Regions from separate parts of the Sus scrofa genome. Here region 1 is linked to region 2. A link is a contact called in public promoter capture Hi-C data. All regions are on one chromosome and are shown on one strand. The core of a region is the stretch at or near the end of the contact, and the rest is flanking DNA. Distances in the headings are between cores, read along the strand shown. Region 1 holds the start of YBX3 (Y-box-binding protein 3). Region 2 holds the start of SMIM10L1 (small integral membrane protein 10-like protein 1).

Evidence for each region. Promoter capture Hi-C pulls out the DNA fragments that hold promoters and counts their contacts.
Region 1: a promoter capture Hi-C map of liver shows a contact between it and region 2, with 4 times the contacts expected there. The contact joins the promoter of YBX3 here to the promoter of SMIM10L1 in region 2. A contact is called at or near these places in 2 of 5 promoter capture datasets (fetal liver and liver), 1 of 47 Hi-C or Micro-C datasets (skeletal muscle) and 1 of 2 datasets of contacts at active chromatin or transcription factors (alveolar macrophages).

The regions. Positions count from the first base shown.
Region 1 is chr5:61,333,619-61,339,754 of Sscrofa11.1, reverse strand. YBX3 (Y-box-binding protein 3) reads right to left here and starts at 1,887. Exons shown (of 10, transcript XM_003126475.3): 1 at 1,395-1,887. The coding sequence starts at 1,683.
Region 2 is chr5:61,160,514-61,166,919 of Sscrofa11.1, reverse strand. SMIM10L1 (small integral membrane protein 10-like protein 1) reads left to right here and starts at 3,473. Exons shown (of 1, transcript XM_003355574.4): 1 at 3,473-5,975. The coding sequence starts at 3,809. The coding sequence ends at 4,015.

The DNA of each region.
Region 1 (6,136 bases), core at 638-3,137, 170 kb before region 2:
GCATTTTGCATGGAAGTGTTCCAAGGAACACTTGTTGGAAACTATATCACCATGCAAACCTTACTAGACTTAAAGCAACTTTTAAGTCCAGCGATATGAGAGCTATTTGGCTTCTTAACCCTACACATATTACATTTAGCACGCTGTTTGACAGTTAACTGAATAAAATTTAGCCCAGGGGAGGAAGGGGGGGGCATGAAAAGAGGCCTCTCAAGGCAGGAAACATGGAATCGGAATCTTATTAAACTTTTCTTTACATTATTCCCCCAATTTTCTTCTTCGAAAACTGGGCAAGCAAGACTCAGATCAAACATGCCCTATCCAAAATACTGAAAACTTCTTGGAAGCATCCCACAGCATCTCTTACCTTCCCTGTTTTAAAAAAAGAGGGAATGTTACAGCACACACCCTTTAGAGAACTTATTCCCCACCCACCTGCTCTGTAAACCGGTTTAAGGCCCCACCTAGGGCTTTACTTCAGGAGAGAATGCTGAAATATTCGATAAAACCACCAACCACCACAGACGCCTTTTGTTATGCCCTGCTCCCCCACCCCCGACCTGTATGGCTCCTCTTCCGATCTCCTTCCCGGAGTTCCAAGTCCCAAGATAACGATGCTGCGAACTAACGTCATACCCACACTTCCGACGAAGTTTTTTCAGCTGCTGCACCAAATGCTTTCCCACAATCCGGGAAGAAGCAAATGTGTAGGGATTGGAAAACACTGACTGGTTCTTTGCAGCAGCGGGCAGAGAGGGAGGGGGACGAGGGACCAAAGCCCAAGTTTCCCGGAGAGGATTGCAACACCTCTCCGCCGACATGTGGCCGACAGAAGCGTGGCCTCGTTCCTGCGCCCCCGTGGGAAGGGCGTCAGGGACAGACACCTGAGCCTTCCCAGCAAGATGCCTTTGCACCTTTCCCTCCCGTCTGGTCCGGCGCCTTCCTCTCCCCCGAAGGAAATGCTCTCCTCACCCAGAACCTAGGCGAGGACTACTATGTCCCCGTCCCACGTGGGTGCTGTCCCATCCCTACATCCGCATCTATCCCAAATCTGGATCCTCTTTCCCGACCGCCGCTCCTTTCCCCTTTGTCCGGAGGGATGCTTCGCCATGGGAGTGTGCGACAGTGCGTGCCCAGGGGATCCAAGTTAAGTCCCGTCCCTCACGGGCCTGGGACCTGAAGGGACGCGCTCAGGCGGCGGGGAGCGCAGGGCGCCGCGCGCTCACCTGGCAGCGCCTGGGGGACTGGCCACCTGCGCCAGGGACCCGAGGTCCCCGGGGACCCCGTGCTGTCAGGCCTCCCGCGGAGCGGGACAGGCGTGGGAGCTGCCCACACGTGCTCCGCGGCCGCCCGCTCCTCCCGGGGCAGCCTCCATCCTCCCGGGCCTGACTCACCGAGAACTTTCTTCTCCGCGTCTTCACTGCCCGCGGCGGCCGAAGAGGCGGGGGCCGCGGTGCCCGGGGCCGTGGGGGCCGCGGGGGCCGCGTCTCCACCCGGGTTGCCCGCTACCAGGGCGGCGGGCGCCGGGGCGGCGGCCTGGGGCGCGCCGCTGCCCGCCGGGCTCTTGGGCGCGGGGTCCTGGGGGGCCGCGGCGGCCGCCTCCGCCGGAGCCTGCGGGAGGGTGGTGGTGGTGGTAGTGGTGCTGGTGGTGCTGGTGGTGGTGGCCTCGCCCGCCTCGCTCATGCCGCCTCCTCCGCTCTCCCTCGGGCACCTCGGTGGCGGTTGGTCGGCGGTTAGCGCAGCTGGAGGTCGCGGCGGCCGGGGCTCGCTCTCGGGGAGGCCGGTGCGGATCTCGTGGCGCGGGCGGCGGCGGCCGAGGTGGGTCTCGCGGCGGAGGCGGCTCGAGCTCTCGGGCTGTGCGCTCGCTCTTGGGCTCCTCGCTCGATCTTACTGCCCCAAAAATGGCCCCGCGCAAGTTTTTCTAGGCGGCGCACCGGCCGGAGAGGGAAGAGGGTGGAGAGAGTTGGCTCCCGAGTTGGGCATCGACTTCATTAGCATTTAAAGGGGCCCGGTGCCCTTTCCACCCGCCGATCGGCCCGGGACTGAGAGCAGGGGCCCGAGTGGCCGGGAAAGGAAAGCAAGGGTGGATCTGAGGTTGGCAGGGTACTCTGGAGTTTTCTGCCGAGCACGCTCTGCCGGCCCTTTGTTGGAGCCGGGCAGCGGGGCACTCCTGCCTAACCACATCTTCTAGGAGGAGCAAAGTAGGGCATCCAAATGACCGGGCGCTTCTCTCTCTCAAATACTGGCTTTTAAAATCCGTTCTAGTTATCCATGCAACGTTTATGAAGCACGAAAAACTGTTTCTGATACAGCAGTGAAGAACTGGAATTATACAATCTTAAAGCTATTTGGCTACTTCCTCTTGAAAGATGTTAGATGGTTTCTTCTATAATCCACAGGTGAGGAAACTGAGGTCCAAACCTCCATGAAGTAATGCAAATATCAGAGTTTACATCAATGTAATGGCAACAAATAGTGAGCTGCTAATATATATGTAATAATACTATACTTGGGGGGGAGGATAAATTTTACCTTCTTCTCTAATTGCCCCTGCCAGCTAGTGAAAACTTAAGCAACTGAGCCCTCTTAGCCTCAGGGAGGAGAGTAACAGAGAAACGGATCACCCAATAAACGGTAGTCCGTTTGCAGAGCTCACATGGCCTTTGGAGAATGGACGAGATCATGCTGAACACCAGGCCAGAGGGACCGTGCTCTGTATTCAAGAACTATTGGGATACAGGCTATCAGGCGTCCTTTGCCTCCAGGATCCAGGCAAGTCTAGGTTTACACTCTAGTGCTGCTCTTAGTTAATGGAGTCAACTTGGACGAGGTGTTCAATATCCCAGAGTTGGTTTCCTCAAAGGAACGTGGATGGGATTATCACATGTAACTCCAGTGTCTGGTCTAACGAAAAATTCCGTTTTTCATTCCTTATTCCCCTAAATCATTTACACCCTCCAACCTCGCCCGACCCCAGAATTCTATGTTCTGTGGCTGCATCAGAAGGGTAGTTATCAGGTGTAATTCATCATTATATTCCCACTGGTTAGCACACAGTACCTAACACAGAGTTAGAGCATAGTAAATGTTTACTAAATGAAAACAAATAAAAAGACCAACATTTTCCACACTCACTTACTTACGAACACATTCATTATCAATAATTGTTTTTTAAATAATGACTTGTATTTTTTCCGTTATAACTGGTTTACAGTGTTCTGTCAATTTTCTATTGTACAGAAAGCTGACCCAGTTACATATACATGTATACATTCTTTTTTCTCACATTATCATGCTCCATCATAAGTGACTAGACAAAGTTCCCAGTGCTGTACAGGAGGCTCTCATTGCTTGTCCATTCCAAAGGCAATAGTTTGCATCTATTAGCCCCAAATTCCCAATCCATCCCACTCCCTCCCCCTTCCCCTCCCCCTTGGCAACCACAAGTCTGTTTTTCATGTCCATGATTTTCTTTTCTGTGGAAAGATTCATTTGTGTTGTATATTAGATTCCAGCATTATCAATAATTGTAATGCCCTGCTTTATTGCTTTCTTACTCCATCCATGAAAAATACAACTTAAAAATTAATTCTTAGGAAAAAAAAGCAAAATATGGAATATTTGACTTTTCCATGTAACTCATCTATATTTTAAAATATTTAATTGACAAAGGTGTTAATGTTAGATTCATATTTTAGACTGTAATGTGGACCATACAGTGATATTATCTATATGTAGTTAAAAAAAAATATGGAATATTTGACTTTTCCATGTAACTCATCTATATTTTTAAATTTTTAATTGACAAAGGTGTTAATGTTAAATTCATATTTTAGACTGTAATATGGACCATACAGTGATATTATCTATATGTAGTTATGTTAAAAAAATGCTAGTTTGATTCTAAGTGTGGTTAAATTATTTCTTAGTTTTAAAGAGTATAGTCAGTTAAAATTATATGCATGATTTATTCTGGTGAGGATTGGCCATTGACTTTCTTATCTAACAAAATGATTATCATTGCTATGCAAAATTGGATTGCAAGGAAAAAAATGAGGGCTTGAACTGTTCAAACTCCAATCTAATAGCCAAAACCACTCTCTCTCTATATATATATTCACCCTTGGAAAATAATTCATGACTAACAGGTGTGGTCTCCAACCTCTGGAAGACCCTAAAATAATTACAGATGCATCCTGGGATTTCCTAGAATTTTGTGCTGGAATGACTCCCAAAACTACTCATCGTTTTCATCCAAAAAAAGCAGCAAGCAGCTGGGAGTTCTTGGTACTGTGCTAAATAAATCTAGAGAGAATTAATTAAAATAAATATAATCTGTTGTTTTAATAATCATAACAAGAAAGCAATTTTGATACGGATGCACACAGTTTTCCATTCCTTTGCTTACTCATTAATCCATATGCTCATGCATTAGCACATATTTATTAAACTATATACTATGCACCTAAGTGCTACATTATGAGTATCTAATGTTGGTCTAAAGCCTGCTCTGAGGTTTTTTTCATGTTGTTAACTCATTTTTTTTTCATTTCTATTCTAAGAAAACATCGTTTCTTAAATTTGAGGTTAAGAACAACAATGAAAAAGAATCACAATCTAATCATAACCTAATTGGTGATGGCAATCCTTTTTAAGCTATGACAGGTTTGGTCACGAAAATGAAAGCCACGCTGTTCCTAGTATGAACAGAGAGTTTCACAACTGTTGGAAGGGGAGAGAAAGCTGGAGAGCTCCACTGGAGATCTCAGACTCCAGCCCCACCAATGCAGGGCTTCTCAAGGGCTTCCCTGAAGCCACTGGTGGCACAGGATCTCCAGGAGGCTCCCAACTATTCAGAGCTAGAGCCAGTTTTGTAAGACTTAAAGTTTACCCAATTGGGAGCTCTCTTTAAGAATAAAGAAATGAAAGTGTGAATACAAATTTGCAAGCTAATTCCAGAGTCTTAAAAAAGGCCCATGCAAGAAAGGCGCCCCGAAGTTTAAACTGCATTAGCTTCACCATGAGTCCACCCATATCAGCTATCTCAGTTGGCCACATGGATGCTGGAGTTCCTCAAGAAGTTTATCTGGGAGCAGCTTTGAGCCTCCATGTGCCCGGACGTCTTCCTATAAGTGACTGGAAAAAACAGTGTCCTCTTCTGCCTTCGAAATCTTGAATTAGTGCCTCTTATTAACAGTTTCTAACCTGGAACCTTTCAGGGAAGGAGACTCTGGGAAATAAATTTCCTGCCTTGAGGGAGGTTAAAGATGATGCCGAGCTGACAAAGGACTAGTGCGCATACCACCCAAGGGAAGACAGTGCAGTTGATTGACTAAAGAGATTAAGGAGCATTTGAACCATTCAAGACACTGAAGCTTAAGTATGGACGCATTACTATATGAGCATATATCAAACTGGAATACAGTGAAGTATTAAGTAACACCTGATTGATTCTAAAACAACACAGAAGGGAATCAGCTAGTTTGGAATAAAAAAGTAGAGGAATAAGAGAGCAAAGGGTTTTCATGGTCTCCAGCACAATGTTCATGGGAGAAGGTACCCTGATTATGTCTCTGTTGTTCACTAATAATGCATTCACTGCCTTTATTGATTATTCGCATTAGATGCCAAGGATATCATGCAAATCAAAACCAGAATGGCCCTATATTCAAGGAGCTTATGGTCTAGACTAGTACCATCTGATTGAAATATAATTTGAGCCCCAAATATGAGGCACATATGTAATTTTAAAATTTCTGGCAGCCACAACACATAAGAAGAAACAGATGGTATTAATTTTAATACATTTTACTTAGCCCAGTATATCCAAAATATATATCATTGCTACATTTACTCAATATAAAAATTAGTAATGATACATTTTACATTATTTTTTCCTTTGGTACTATCTTTAAACTCTCATATGTTATTTTAAACCTATAACACGTCTCAGTTTGAACTTGACACATTGAATGTGTCATACATGTGTCAGTGTGGCTAATGGCTACTATATTGCCACTAGAAGAGTTATACAAGTCTTCCAGATAACTAGAACTTTATCTGGATAATGCTCCAGAATAATGCTCCAGAAGCCCATTTTGAAAACGTCCTGGCCCAGCAATCTGGACCACACATC
Region 2 (6,406 bases), core at 2,224-4,723:
ATCAGAGTTTCCATTGTGGCTCAGTAGGTTAAGAACCCAATACAGTGTCCATGAGAATATGTGTTCAACCCCTGGCTTCGCTCAATGGGCTAAGGATCTGATGTTGCCACAGCTGTGGTGTAGGCCTGTAGCTGCAGCTTCAATTTGACCCCTAGCCTGGGAACTTCCATATGCCACAGGTATAGCCCTAAAAAGAAAAAAAACAAAAATGAACATGAAGAACATCTAAACAAACCAATTACTAGTAAAATTGAATCTGTAATCAAAAACCTCAAAACAAACAAAAAGTCCAGGTCCAATTGGTTTCACTGGTGAATTATACCAAATATTCAAAGAAGAATTAATACCAATCCTTCGCAAACCCTTCCAAAACACAGAAGAGGAGGAAACACTTCCAATATTCATTTTAAGAGATGACCATTACCTTGATAGCAAAGTTAGACAAGAACACTACTGGAAAAGAAAATTACAGGTCAATGTTCCTGTTCACAGGTCATTTGAACATGAATGAAAAATCCTCAACAAAACATTAGCAAACTAAATTCAACAGCACATTAAAAGGATTATACATCATGATTAAGTGTGATTTATTCCTCAGATGAAAGGATGGTTCAGTAATACACTGCATTAACACAATGGAAGGTAAAAAAAATTATATGATCATCTCAGTAGATGCAGAAAGTGATTTGACAAAATCCAACATCTATTGATGGTAAACTTGCAACAAACTGGATATAGAGGGAATATATCTCAACTTTATATGACAAGCCCACAGTTTTTCAATGGTGAAAAGCTAAAAGCTTTTCTTCTAATATCAGAAACAAAACAATGATGCCCAATCTCACTTTTATTCAGCACAATAATGAAAGTCAGCCATAACAATTAGGCAAAATAAAAAATAAAAATCATCCAAATTGAAAAGGAAAAGGTAAAACTGTCTTTATTTGCAGATAGCATGATATTAAATGCAAAAAAAACCCCTAAAAATCCCACCAAAAAAAAGCCCTACTAGAATTAAGAAATTCAGTAAACTTGTAAAGATACAAAATTAATATCCAAAAATCAGTTGCATTTCTATACAATAAGCAATGAACTATCAGAAAGAAAAAATAAGAAAACAATCCCATTTATCACTGCATCAAAAAGAATAAAATACCTAGGAATATATTTAATGGGGTTAAAAAAATCTGTACACTGAAAACTGCAAAACATTGATAAAAGAAATTTAACAAGACATTGATAAAAGAAATTGAATAAAATGAAGATATATGTAAGTTGAAAGCTATTCCACACTCATGGATTGGAAGAATTATATTGTTAATATGTCTGTATCATTACAAGAGATCTATAGGTTGAATGCAATCTTAAAATAGAATCTTTCACATAAATAGAAAAAAATCTTAAATTTTCTATGGAACCACAAAAGGCCCTGAACAAAGCAATCCTGAAAAAGAAGAACAAAGCTGAGAGTATTACAAATCCTGATTTCAAACTATAGCACAAGCTGTAATCATCAGAGCAAATGGTATTGTCATAAAAAGATACATAGTTCAATGGAATCGAATAGAAAGCCTGGAAATAAACATAAACATATACACTCAACTAATTGGTCAATATTAGAATAATATTGGCAAATTCTTTTTAAAAAGGAGTTGATAATTTGCCAGTAAGGTACTTTGAAGATCTGCTGCAGCTCACCTTAAAACTTTTTCAAAGCATCATTAAACTAAAGCCAAGAGAAAGTAATAAACTGGGAACACAGGGTTAACAATAGAAGGTTAAGAAAGACTAGGAAAGGGTTAATAGGTATCGTCTAGAGAAATAGTTTAAGACATGTTCCTGCTGAAAGCTTACTTACATGTGCCTACTTGGCAAAGAGTGTGGATGGGTCACTTAAGTCCTAAGATCACGGGACAAAATAAAAACCACAACCATGTAAAATACTGGTCTTGTCCCACCCTCCACTGCCAGTTTCACTTGATAGAAATCTTTCGTCAGCTCTACAGCATTAATGAGTAGGAGCTGGAGATTTGTGATTGCTCTTCTTTGAGTAGTCCTTTCCAAATGGAACAGGACATCAACCTAGCCATGTTGGAAGTAAAGGGCTGCTTCACTTCCAAACTAGAAAACAGGGTCTTCATGGAGTTAACCAGAGCTGAAAGGGGCATGGGGGTGTGCAGAACACTGGAAAAGAATGAGTCCACGGTGTTATGGAGTTAGAAATGGAAGACCCAAGGACTTAATGACTTCTGGGACACAATACCTCTAATAGTCTTTCAATTTTCAGAAAGGGTAAATTGTACTTCTACACTGGCACTATACACCTCCTGGTTTTCAGAGTTGTCATTCATTTTACACTACTCTTCAGTCTCTATATCTGTATTTTAGAAGTTGTCTTAGGTAACAGGTAATCAGTTCCTCTAAGTGCTGTCTAGTCGCTGAGTTAGTATTGACACAGCAAAGTAGCAAAAGAAATTCTAGCTGAGGATACTTGAGTTTTATAAATCACACAATGCACGTTATTTGTACCAATCTTAGCAAAAGAAATCCTAGCTGAGGATACGTGAGTTTTACAAATCACACAATGCACATTATTTGTACCAATCTTAGCAAAAGAAATTCTAGCTGAGGATACGTGAGTTTTACAAATCACACAATGCATGTTATTTGTACCAATCTTATCATGAGTATGATGTACAGAAAGAGAAGTCTTCTGGAACACATTAATTGTGCTTTGAATATTTACAATTATTCAGTGAAGGGTGAGATGTGGGATATTTCATCAACAATGCTTTTCAGAACTAGACTGAGCTGAAGGTTATGATCAGGGTCACATTTCTGAATAACTCATGAAAGTAGAGGTTGTTTATAAGGAAAAAATACAGTGCTTACTAGTTTAAGAGATTACAGAGGATAATGAGGTGGGCATTATTTGAACACCAGAAAAATATGTGGTTAAGAACCATCCAGTATGATGTTACCCTAAGCCTATTCAGAGTTTGGGAGTAAAGGTAAGTAGTATTCCAAGCATTAGGGCCCAGCCACATATTTTATAGGTGCATCTTCATGCAGAAATGATACAAGCCTCCATACCTAATAAGGACTCTTCATAGGTTTACACGGGTAGGAATTTGATATTGTGTATAACATGTACTGAAAAAAGTATATACGTGTATATGTGTATTTGCTTAAATATGTAATTTCTGACACTTGCAATTGAAATAGTCGTTATAATAAACCCACCGCCCAATATTGTGATCCTTTTACGTTATAGTATGTTCTGAATACAAAACCTTTGTGCCCAAACTTGTATACGATCATCTTGCCCTGATATTAAAGTTAATGTTATTAAATCAAAAGGGTAAGATTTCTGGTTCGCAGCCCAAATCACAAAGCAGACAAACCTGAGTTTTAACGTAGGCTTTGGACTGTACCCTATGGAAAATTACAGAATTCTACTTTTTTTTTTTTCATTTTAAAGTGAAAAGAGTATGTAAGGCTGTTTGTATCTGCTATAAAAAATAACTGTATAGCATATATATGAATAACCCCTCGGACCTACCAACAGTTAAACTCTAAATGCGGAATATCATTTTAAGCAGCAGACAGGAAGGGGCGGAGCGCCAGCGGCTGCCCCCGGTCTCCGCGCCGCTTGGGAAGTAGCAGCGGCTGCGTGAGGAGCGAGAGTGAGCCAAGCGGCCGCTTAGCCCCTGGCGCCTCGTGATCAAGGCCGTCAGTCGGGGGTTCGCGGGTGGGCGATCACCCTCGGCTCCAGGCACAGCACCGGGCGAGCGGCGATAACCGGTCCATGGCTACTACGTCGGCTCCGTCATCCTTGGCCCTGAGGGGCCCGACCCAGGCCGTGGCCCCCAGCTCGTACGGCGTCTTCTGCAAGGGGCTCTCCCGCACCCTGCTTGCTTTCTTCGAGCTGGCCTGGCAGCTGCGCATGAACTTCCCCTACTTCTACATCGCGGGCTCCGTGGTCCTCAACATCCGCTTGCAGGTACACTTCTAGAGCCCTGAGTAAGCAGCCAGTACCACCGGCCTGCATGATGGCCGACTCCCAGGCGCCTCCGCGGCGCGGCGGAGCTGAGGGCGAGGAGCCCCGGTATCTCGCGAGAGTGCCTGGCCACGGTCGGGGCTGCGCTCTCCGCTTTCAGCCCGTCTCCCTAACTGCGTCTGCCTCCAAAGCGCTGGCGAAACGAGGAAGAGGTACGCGACTCCAGGAATAGAAAACTTCAGTTAAGACCCACGACGGTGTTTAAGAAGCTGTGCGTCTTTAAAACAAACGAGACAAGCAAGATGCGTTATAAAAAGGGAAGGCTACTAAGAGACTGGATTATAAACAGGACATTGAATGACTTACAAGCTTAAGATTTTAAGACTATAACGTGCAGGCATAGGTTTTCTTTATCCCACAAAAGAAAACACATCATCAGAAACTTTCAGTGAGGGAGTTTCCTGGTTGACTAGTGGTTAGGATTTGCTGCTTTCACCGCTCCTGTGGCTGGAGTTCAATCCCTGGTCCTAGAACCGAGATCCTACATCAAGCCCTGCAAGCTGTGGCCAAAAAGAAAAGATACTTTTATTAAAACAACAACAAAACAAACTGTACAGGAAATGCATCCTTCAGATACCAAACAATGTAAAGTGCAGCAAGATTTGGATCAGAGGGTTGGAGTGTAAGAAAGTGGCTTCCATTTCAATGTCCCTATAAGTAGCATGCAGTTCAAAGACCTTGGAGCCAAAGAGAAGGAAATCCAGGCATAGCACAAAGCTTGGCGATTTATTGAATAGCATTTAAATAATGTAAATGCTATTTATGTTCTTCATCTTTTTAAAAGGATACTTAATTATGGTTACAAAGTTGAATGCAAGTGTTGTCAGCCTTAATGGTGTAAAAGCAGTTTCCAGTGAGGATGGAGGGAGGAGGTACATGGAATGGTGGTGGAGTCCTTATAAAATGGAAAGTTGGGAGATACCGTCTGTTGTTGATGGGGAAGAGGGCATTTTATTAATTAAGCAATAGCCATGAAGTTGCTAAAAATAATTATGAAAGAGGAAAAGAGAGGGAAACAGCATGAAGTCAACAAGAAATGCCTAAAGATGACAGTTCTGGTGGTATGTCTCAAAAAGAAAAACATGCATTACCTGATGTGTTTGAATATAGAATCAAGAGATTTTTGGTATTTAGAGAGTCTGGAGATAATTTAGTTGTCTGTAGATTTTTTTAAATTAGGCACAAAGCTGAGTAATTATGAACCCCCAGAAAACGTAAGATGTTGTTTAAAAACTATTCTGCATAATTCAACTGTGAATAGTATTAGTTATATAACATCAGTCATAATTATGTAAATGCTGAAAATATAATGTAACAAATTATTAGGTAACATTGGGGAGATTGGAGAGGAGATGTATGCATAATGAGGGAGAATCAATCAAGATCTAATCAGAAAAGTTGATAAAAAGGTAATATAAACATGTTACTTAGAAAAAAGTACAATAAGGACCACCTAAGAGTTAAAAGTGATTGTCTCTGGAGAAAGAAAATCAGGGATGGGCAGAGAAAATGTGGAGGATTGCTGTTTTCCATTACCAGTCTAACAGTATTATTTGATTTTTCTTGATTTTTCTTATCCATCTATATATTTTCTTTGATTAAAAAATAATTTGAATTTCATTTTTAAAAGTCCTCCAGGTAATCGAAATGTACACCAGTGGTTAAGAGCACCAGAGTAAAAGTTTTTAAATCAGACAGACGTCTGTTAAAATGCAAACAAATTTTGTGGAGGCCATTGATCTTGTCTAAACTTCAGTTTCCTCAGTTCTATCAAATGAGAGTAAAAATACTCATCTTGAAAAATCAGCCTGAGAATTAAAAATAAACCTGACTTAGTGCTTGATGTATACACAATAAACAGTGTTTGTCATTACAGCATATCTCATTAACGTGTGAATAAAACTTAAAATTCTCATTTGGAGTGCCTGCTTTTCCAGTGGAGGGTTTTAGTCCTGAAGGAGATTTGTAGGGTCCTGACCCTGTCTTTGTGGAGAAGATCCTCCAGGAAGATACTAGGGGAGACATTTGCGCTGAAAGGGGCAATTATTTGCTAGGGTAGAGATTTAAACTGTAGGGTTCTATATTCTGTTAGTTGTATCCAACAAACAAGTATACTACCAGGGTTGTAAAATAAGTGCCCCCTCCAATACCATATCTGGCTTTGGGTAAATCGTTCTTCCTGCCCTTCTTTCCTTGTCTCCAGCCAAACTAGAGCACTTTAACTTCCTTCTGCGTTTTTTTTTTCCTTTGTCTTTCTTTTTCTTTCTTTCTTTTTTTTTTTTTTTTGGTCTATGGTTATTCTACTTGTATTTTAAGTAAACTTAGACATTAATTTTTCCAGTAAGT